Linked DNA regions of Mus musculus: region 2 is linked to region 1. The links are chromatin contacts, called in public Hi-C maps. All regions are on one chromosome and are shown on one strand. Each heading gives the region's core, a stretch centred on a gene start, on an enhancer-like site or on the middle of the called end of the contact. The rest is flanking DNA. Distances are from core to core; before and after follow the strand shown.

What was found. Hi-C and Micro-C count contacts between places; a contact is called where the count stands out from the background.
Region 2: a Hi-C map of liver shows a contact between it and region 1, with 2.0 times the contacts expected there. The contact joins the promoter of 9030404E10Rik here to the enhancer-like site in region 1. A contact is called at or near these places in 5 of 484 Hi-C or Micro-C datasets (embryonic stem cells, epidermal suprabasal cells and liver) and 5 of 115 datasets of contacts at active chromatin or transcription factors (embryonic stem cells, extraembryonic endoderm stem cells, intestinal villus epithelium and 2 more).

The regions. Positions count from the first base shown.
Region 1 is chr16:29,988,845-29,992,210 of GRCm38.p6, forward strand. No RefSeq gene overlaps it. Among named protein-coding and RNA genes, the nearest start is that of Gm1968, 11 kb to the left of the region's middle. Within about 2 kb of position 1,772, at least 34 of the 459 cell types and tissues checked have an H3K27ac peak or open chromatin away from gene starts, as enhancers often do. A contact at or near this core is called in extraembryonic endoderm stem cells and liver, where this site is marked.
Region 2 is chr16:30,037,766-30,041,131 of GRCm38.p6, forward strand. It overlaps 9030404E10Rik (RIKEN cDNA 9030404E10 gene), which reads right to left and starts at 1,714. Exons shown (of 4, transcript NR_045878.1): 1 at 1,516-1,714; 2 at 722-862.

The DNA.
Region 1 (3,366 bases), core at 522-3,021:
TTCATTCCCTACAAGTTCATTATGATATTGGGGGGGGGGTGGGGGATCACTTCTATCCGCCAAGCCTCTATCTGTTCATCTGAAAAATGAAGAATTTGGAGCAACCCAAGAATTTTTTTTTTGAGACAAGTTTTTTTCTGTATAGCTCTGACTGTCCTGGAATTCAATCTGTAGACCAGGCTGGCCTCAAACTCAAGAGATCCACCCGCCTCTGCTTCTTGGGTGCTAGGATTAAAGGTATATGCCACCATGCTGAACTTTGTGGCAACCCAAGTTTATCTTTCTGAGATCAAAATCCTGCAGCCTTAACATCCAACAATTACTTGAAAATGCTTAATTTGTCCACGTTACCGGTGTCAAATCAAATGAAAAGAAAGAAGGCTGGAGCTAATTTTTGCTAACTCTTCTTTCTGACTGGTGCCTTATTGTATGCATCATTGTAGGTGGCTTCACACCTATTCTGTTCTTCAGTGAGCAGTGCTGATTTTTCAGGAAGATCATTTTATGTTATTTCTACACATGAGGCAACAGGCACTTTATTAACCTGAAAAGAGTTTGGCTTCCTGTCTTGCCAGCATGACTACTCTTTAGACACTGGGAAGAGACACTGCCAGACAGAGGTTGCTACATGAAAGGGTCAATGGCCTGAACCACAGTAGCCCTGGCTTTGTGCTCAGAGGCAGTTCTCGGGTCACATGCACAGCTGGATAGCTTCATTTCACTTAGCTAAAGAGACTGAGACAAGAGACTGGGCAAGCTGAAATATATCATAATTGAGGATCAAAATTCCAAAGAGTATGGAGAAAAACAGGGAAGAACTCTGCTAAAGTGTTCTTAAAGTGAAACCAAGTGTAACTTCACAAAACCAGGCAGAAGAAAGGAGAAGGGGAAGTGGATATTTGGAGGAGGAGAAGAAGTGAGCTGAGCAGCCCAGAGCTCTCACAAGGTGGGGGCATGATTGGGCCTTGCAGCCTAAGGCCAGAGTCCTTGGTGGTCCTTTGGGGAAACAGTGGAGAGACCAGAGTTGCCAGAAGGGAGTAAAATGTGAGACATCGCTTCAGTGGAAGCTATTCCAGACAACTGAAGAGCGAGCAAAGCCTCGATAACAGGACTCAAAGAGATCAACCGACTCCTATGTACATCTGATGCGGAGGAATGTGAAGCTTAGAGCTCTTTAAAGGGAGATATCAAAGTCGGAATTCTTCACATTAGAAAATCACAGTGCCTACTAAGATTATATATTACTAGAATCTTTTGTAGTGCCTACAAAAGTTTATTAGTCATATGAAGGAGCAGGAAAATGCTGACCCATGAATGATTAAGAGAAAAACCAACCAGAAGAAACAGACCTACAGATGATAGAGGTGAGATATAAATTTTTAAATAAGAGGGACAAAACCTGTCAGTAAAGAGTCTAGATTTAAACCCGGGTCTCCAGACACTTCATATAGCCCTCCTTCCTTTGCTAGTGTCCATCTGCCCTGTATACTTGTGAAAATGTATAGTTTTGCCACACGCCCCCTCCCCATACACCTTTCCTGTGCTACCACTGTGCATATGGGAAAGAACACCCAAGAAGCCTGCAGAAGCAGCTGCAGACCTGAAACCCATGCCAGCCATCTTAAAAATCTTAAACAGTGCTGTAACTGAGCTTTCTTGTACTTTGCCTTCCCCCACTGAAACTTACTGGAATTGTCAAGGGCCACGCCTTGGTGATATCTGTAGCCAGAGGGCCTCTGCTCCTTAGGGGTCATGGCTTCTGGGAGCATGGGCTAACTCATGTGTAAACTGTGAGAATGTGCACCAGGAAACCAAGCCTCCTGCTTCAGGTCCAAGCTGACTAAAGACTTATGCAAGGGTTGACGCTGAAGGCAACAAGGTACAAGCCCCACTCCCTTGCTGGGGCGGTGGTGGGAACAAGATGGGGTGGGGGCATGTTTTCATATGTGTGCTGCCTACAAGAGTGTCAGAGAGAATGGTGTAAGAAGTCTAGACCTAGGGTCACTTCCCAAGCTGGGGGCACAGTTTTCCTCTCTGCAATTCCCTAGGCACATTGTTACCAAAGCAAATATCAAAGCCCTGCAATTTGCTAATTATAGGCGGGATCCTGGGCTTGTGGGCCCAATTAACCACTTGTTCCTCATTTTCTGTGTGTGACCCGTCCTCTGCACCCACAATTAGCCACTTGTCTTTTAACTGCCTCATGAGCTGGCTGACTCACCTCTAATTCACTCCACCTATCACCTCCGGATGGCCTTTGGTGTCTCTCTGCCTTCCAGGTTACCCCACTCAGCTTCATGGGGTCTCATCACAGACAAGTGTCAGCTCTCCCAGGGGAGGGAACTAGGAGATTTCCTGCATTTACTCCTTGTCTCTGCTCTCTGTCTGTGAAGCCGGAAGCGGCTCCTGTTGGTCTGGGCATCTTGCTTGGCTCCCCAAGGATGCACAGGAGGCTGCGGCCTCACCACATCAGCCTCTGCTCCCAGACAGTCTCTATAGAAGAGGAAGGGAAACTATGGCTTCTCTGGAGCCCTCTGCTGCTAAGCTCCTGACCAATGTTTCCTCAAATCCCTGCTTGGTGCAGCCAGCTAGAGCTAAGTCCAGCAAGAGTCAATGCCAGGCCAGAAGCTGCCAGGATAGATCTCCAAAAAGTCACAAGTTGGAAGAAAACCATCATGACCTCCGCTTAGCAAACTCGTCAGCAAGCAGAGGGTCCCCACCCGACTTCAGATGGGTGATTAAGTCAATGACTCCCACTTTTCTTTCATATCACTGATACCTTAGAGACCCCGGGGAAAGTTCCAGAACTTCTCTTACAAGAAATGCTTAGGTTCATCCAGGCCTGAGGGGGTACCTCTGTAATCAATCTACAATCCTGGTTACTCTGGAGGCTGAGACAGGAAGATCACAAAAGCTTGCATGGGCTAGAGAGAGGATTCAAGGTCAATGTGAGCAACTTAGCAAGATCCTGGCTCAAAAATAACAGTGTAAAAAAAAAAAAGGACGGAAGATCCATTTTAGTGGTAGAGCACTTGCTAGGATGTGTGAGACCCTATATGCAACCCCAATACAGCAAGAAGAAGGGAGAGGGGGACGGTAAAAAGAGAGTCTTAAATTCATAATTCATTCACTTGTTTGCTTAATCATTCAGTAAATAGTTCAGTGGCCTGTGTGCTAGCTAGGCTTTGTTGAGGAAAACCAGGGAAACTGAAGTGCACAAAGGTGACAAACTTTCCCCATTCTTGGAGAGCTTCCATTGAAACCAGAAAAAAAAAAAATAGGCGGTCAATAATAAACGACTAAAATGCACAACTCGGTAGAAAGTAAGTACTGCGGAAAAAAATGAAAAACAAGACCTAGGTGGGG
Region 2 (3,366 bases), core at 464-2,963, 49 kb after region 1:
TCAAGTTGTTCCTAAGCAGAGAATATATTTCACAAGCCTCAAGCCTTCCTTACAGTGCTGTTTAGCAAATGTCCGTCAATTGAATGACCCACTAGCTGGATGAAATACCTTTGCAATGATAAACTGCTTCATTCCGGGCCTCAAAGCATCCCTCGTGTAGGAAAGAATAAATCTTCGTTTTCAGATGAAAATGAGCTACAGGCTCCCTCCTACCGGCTCCCTCATGCTCAGTGTGTCAAGTTTCAGTCCACAAAAGCCCTCCTTAGGCTTTAATGTGTCCACAGTTTTCCTGGAGAGCTTGGTAAGTAAGAGGCAGATTCCTACTTACCTAGAGTTAGGCCCAAGAGCTACACTTCTAGCAAATTCTCAGGGACCACCCATTTGCTGCTGAGGCAAGAACCTCCCTTCAGTTTAACTACCTAACAGGTGTCTGAGGAAAAAGAAAATGCTGGATTAGTTGGGGTATGTGGTTGCAGCTGGACCCTTTGGGACTGTAGCAAAGACAGGTGGACAGTAGTATGCTGATTTTACTGAAGGGGGAAACATGATCAGAAAGACTAAAATGACCTTTCCATGGCATCCATCCTTCTGACCTCAGTCCAGACGCATCCTGATTGTACTGCGATGCATGCTGGGAGATTCAGAGGGGAAGGCTCCAGGTCTTATCCTCAGAAAGATGCGGAGTGCAAAGCATGGGCAACCAGGGTCTACAAACACAAACCTGAATAGGAGAGGAGCCAGGAGTCCAGAGGTGAGCGAGCGTATGGCAGCCACCTCTCACAGAAAACTCGGCCGTGTCTTTCTTTTCTACCTATGGCCCAATTAGACTGGAGATGGGGGTCGTCTTTGATCAGCCTAGTCCCTTTAAAAGAAAGCAGGGAAAACGGTGGCTTTAGGATTTTTCTTTAAAGCCCTGAACCTCTTCAGTGGAAAGTGCTGCCCTTCCGACCTGTTGATGTAATTGCCGTAATTGAAGATTCCAGACCCCATGTGGGTGGACAGGGCCCCATTCATCCATCAGGTCAGCGAAGTGTAAACCTGCTGAGTCCTTCAGATGCCCTGGCCGCAGCCTCCCCCTCCTGCGCCCTCCTGTGCCCTCCTGCCCCCTCCTGCCCCCTCCTGCCCCCACGGACTAGGCTCCCCACAATGCCAGAGCAGCCGGGCCCAGGCTGGTTCCTCTCTAGATGTGGGAACAGTGCCTAATTAAGGGGTTTGTTCTCATCTCCATGGGGCCATCTTAACGCCTCCTGACAGTAATGAGAGACACACACACACACACACACACACACACGTGTGGAGCTGGGGGGGGCGGGGAGGGGGGGGAGAGGGAAGGATGGCTTCCCTGCCACCTTAGCACCCTGTTAAACAGCAAGCCTAACACACACACACACACACACACACACACACACACACACACACTGCAGTTCTGCAGTAATCACCATCAAACCTTTATAGCTACAAGGAGTCCTCTCCAGTTCTGAAAGAGGAAGGAGCCAGGGAGAAGAAATAACTTACCCAGAGGGCGCATAGCAAGTCACTGTCACTGGGTCCCAGGTGTTCTGCTGCACCTCACAGCACTGACTTCCTCATGGAGGGAGGGGCTCTGCACTGCAGTCCCAGGAGAGCCCATTAGAGGGTGGGGGAGGAGCAGACAGGCTCATTCTCTAGAGCCACCTTGTCAGAGGGCCATGCCCGTGTCAAAGCAGAATGGCCCTCCGTGGGCTGGTTCTGCAAAGGCACGTGACAAAACCAACCTCAGAATGGGCCACTCCCTGCAGCCGCGGGCCTCGCCTCATCCTCCTGCATCTTCTTTGCATTCCTGTCTAGCTTCCTACTCCTTCCCCTTTTCTCACAACCCCTTATTCTGACAGCCCACCCGCACCTAAACAAGTAGGGTTCTTTGCTTTGTTTTGTTTTTTTAGCTCTCGGCTTCTCCACTACGGTGTGCCCTCCAGCCAGCAGCACACACAATTTGCTCTCAGTTAACAGACATCCAGTATGATAAAAGTCTAGCTGATGCTCTCTCCAACCAATTCAAAGTCACATTAGTCCATTTTTCTGAACACAGTTCTTACAGAGAAGGCCGAGGGAAGACCTGTGTTCCAGGTAGGACAGACATGCTGAAATTAACATGGGCTAAATTTCAGATCGCCTGGCCTGCTAAAGACAGTGAGTCAGGTACAATGCCACTCTCCTGTGGTCCCAGCCATCCAGAAGGCCCTTCACAACTCTGTAGAGAGGACACTTGAGCTCCCTAGTGCATACCAGAGGAAGACTGGAATGAATTTCTCCCAGCTTTCTCCCCTTGAGAGTGGATTGTATTTACCCCACCACCACCACCCCCCTCCACCCCCCACCCTGCTGACTAAGGGGCTCTGGGAAGCAGTCACTGCCCTTGGTTCCTCTGGTGTCACCAGAATGGAGTGGTTCCTTATTGTCTGTTCCCTAGTGGATTCCTGGAATAAGTCACCTGCTCAGGGACTTGTCCCTCACTGGCCCTTCACTTCCACCACCAATCAGAATGGTCTCTTGCTGGTTGCTATTCACCAGGGTTTCTAGAAGCAGCCCTCTAATTCTATGTGTGCAGTTGTTTGAATAGGGAGACTCACAACTGCTGGGCAGAAGATCAGAGGCCTAAGACTCCTATGATACATGGGGGACACTGCACTCCCCGACTCAGCCGTTATTTGGAAGTTTGCTTTGTGATAGGTGAAGCCCACTCTCAGTCACTGTAATGAAGAACAGTAGCTATGGGATTCCTCGATTCCACAAGGCCAGGCAAGGCATGCGCCTCTGATGCTAAAGTGCAAATACGGCCAAAATGAAAAAGAGCAGCATCCCAGAACAGAACCAGTGACAGTTTAACAGCCAGAGCAGAACTCTCTGTACGTGGCCGGTTTCTGCAACAGCTTGTAATGGGCTGAGTACTGTGCCATCCACTGTGCGGGTACAGGACTGTGACTGTTCAGTGAGAGAGCCAGGATTTAGCATGTGTGAGGCCTTGGGTTTGCCCCCCCAACACAGAAAGGAAAGACCTGTGGCTTTCTGTTGACCCAATCAGATATTAAAAGTCTTAATTTGTTATTTCAACTGTGTTTAAAGAAATAATGGCGCCGGGCAGTGATGGCGCACGCCTTTAATCCCAGCACTTTGGAGGCAGAGGCAGGAGGATTTCTGAGTTCGAGGCCAGCCTGGTCTAGAGCGTGAGTGCCAGGACAGCCAGGGCTACACAGACAAACCCTGTCTCGAAAAAACAAAAAAGAAAAAAAAAAGAACGAAAGAAAGAAAGAAAGAAAGAAAGAAAGAAAGAAGGAAAGAGAGAAAGAAAAGAAATAATGGCAAATAATTTAGAATTGAGCATCTGTG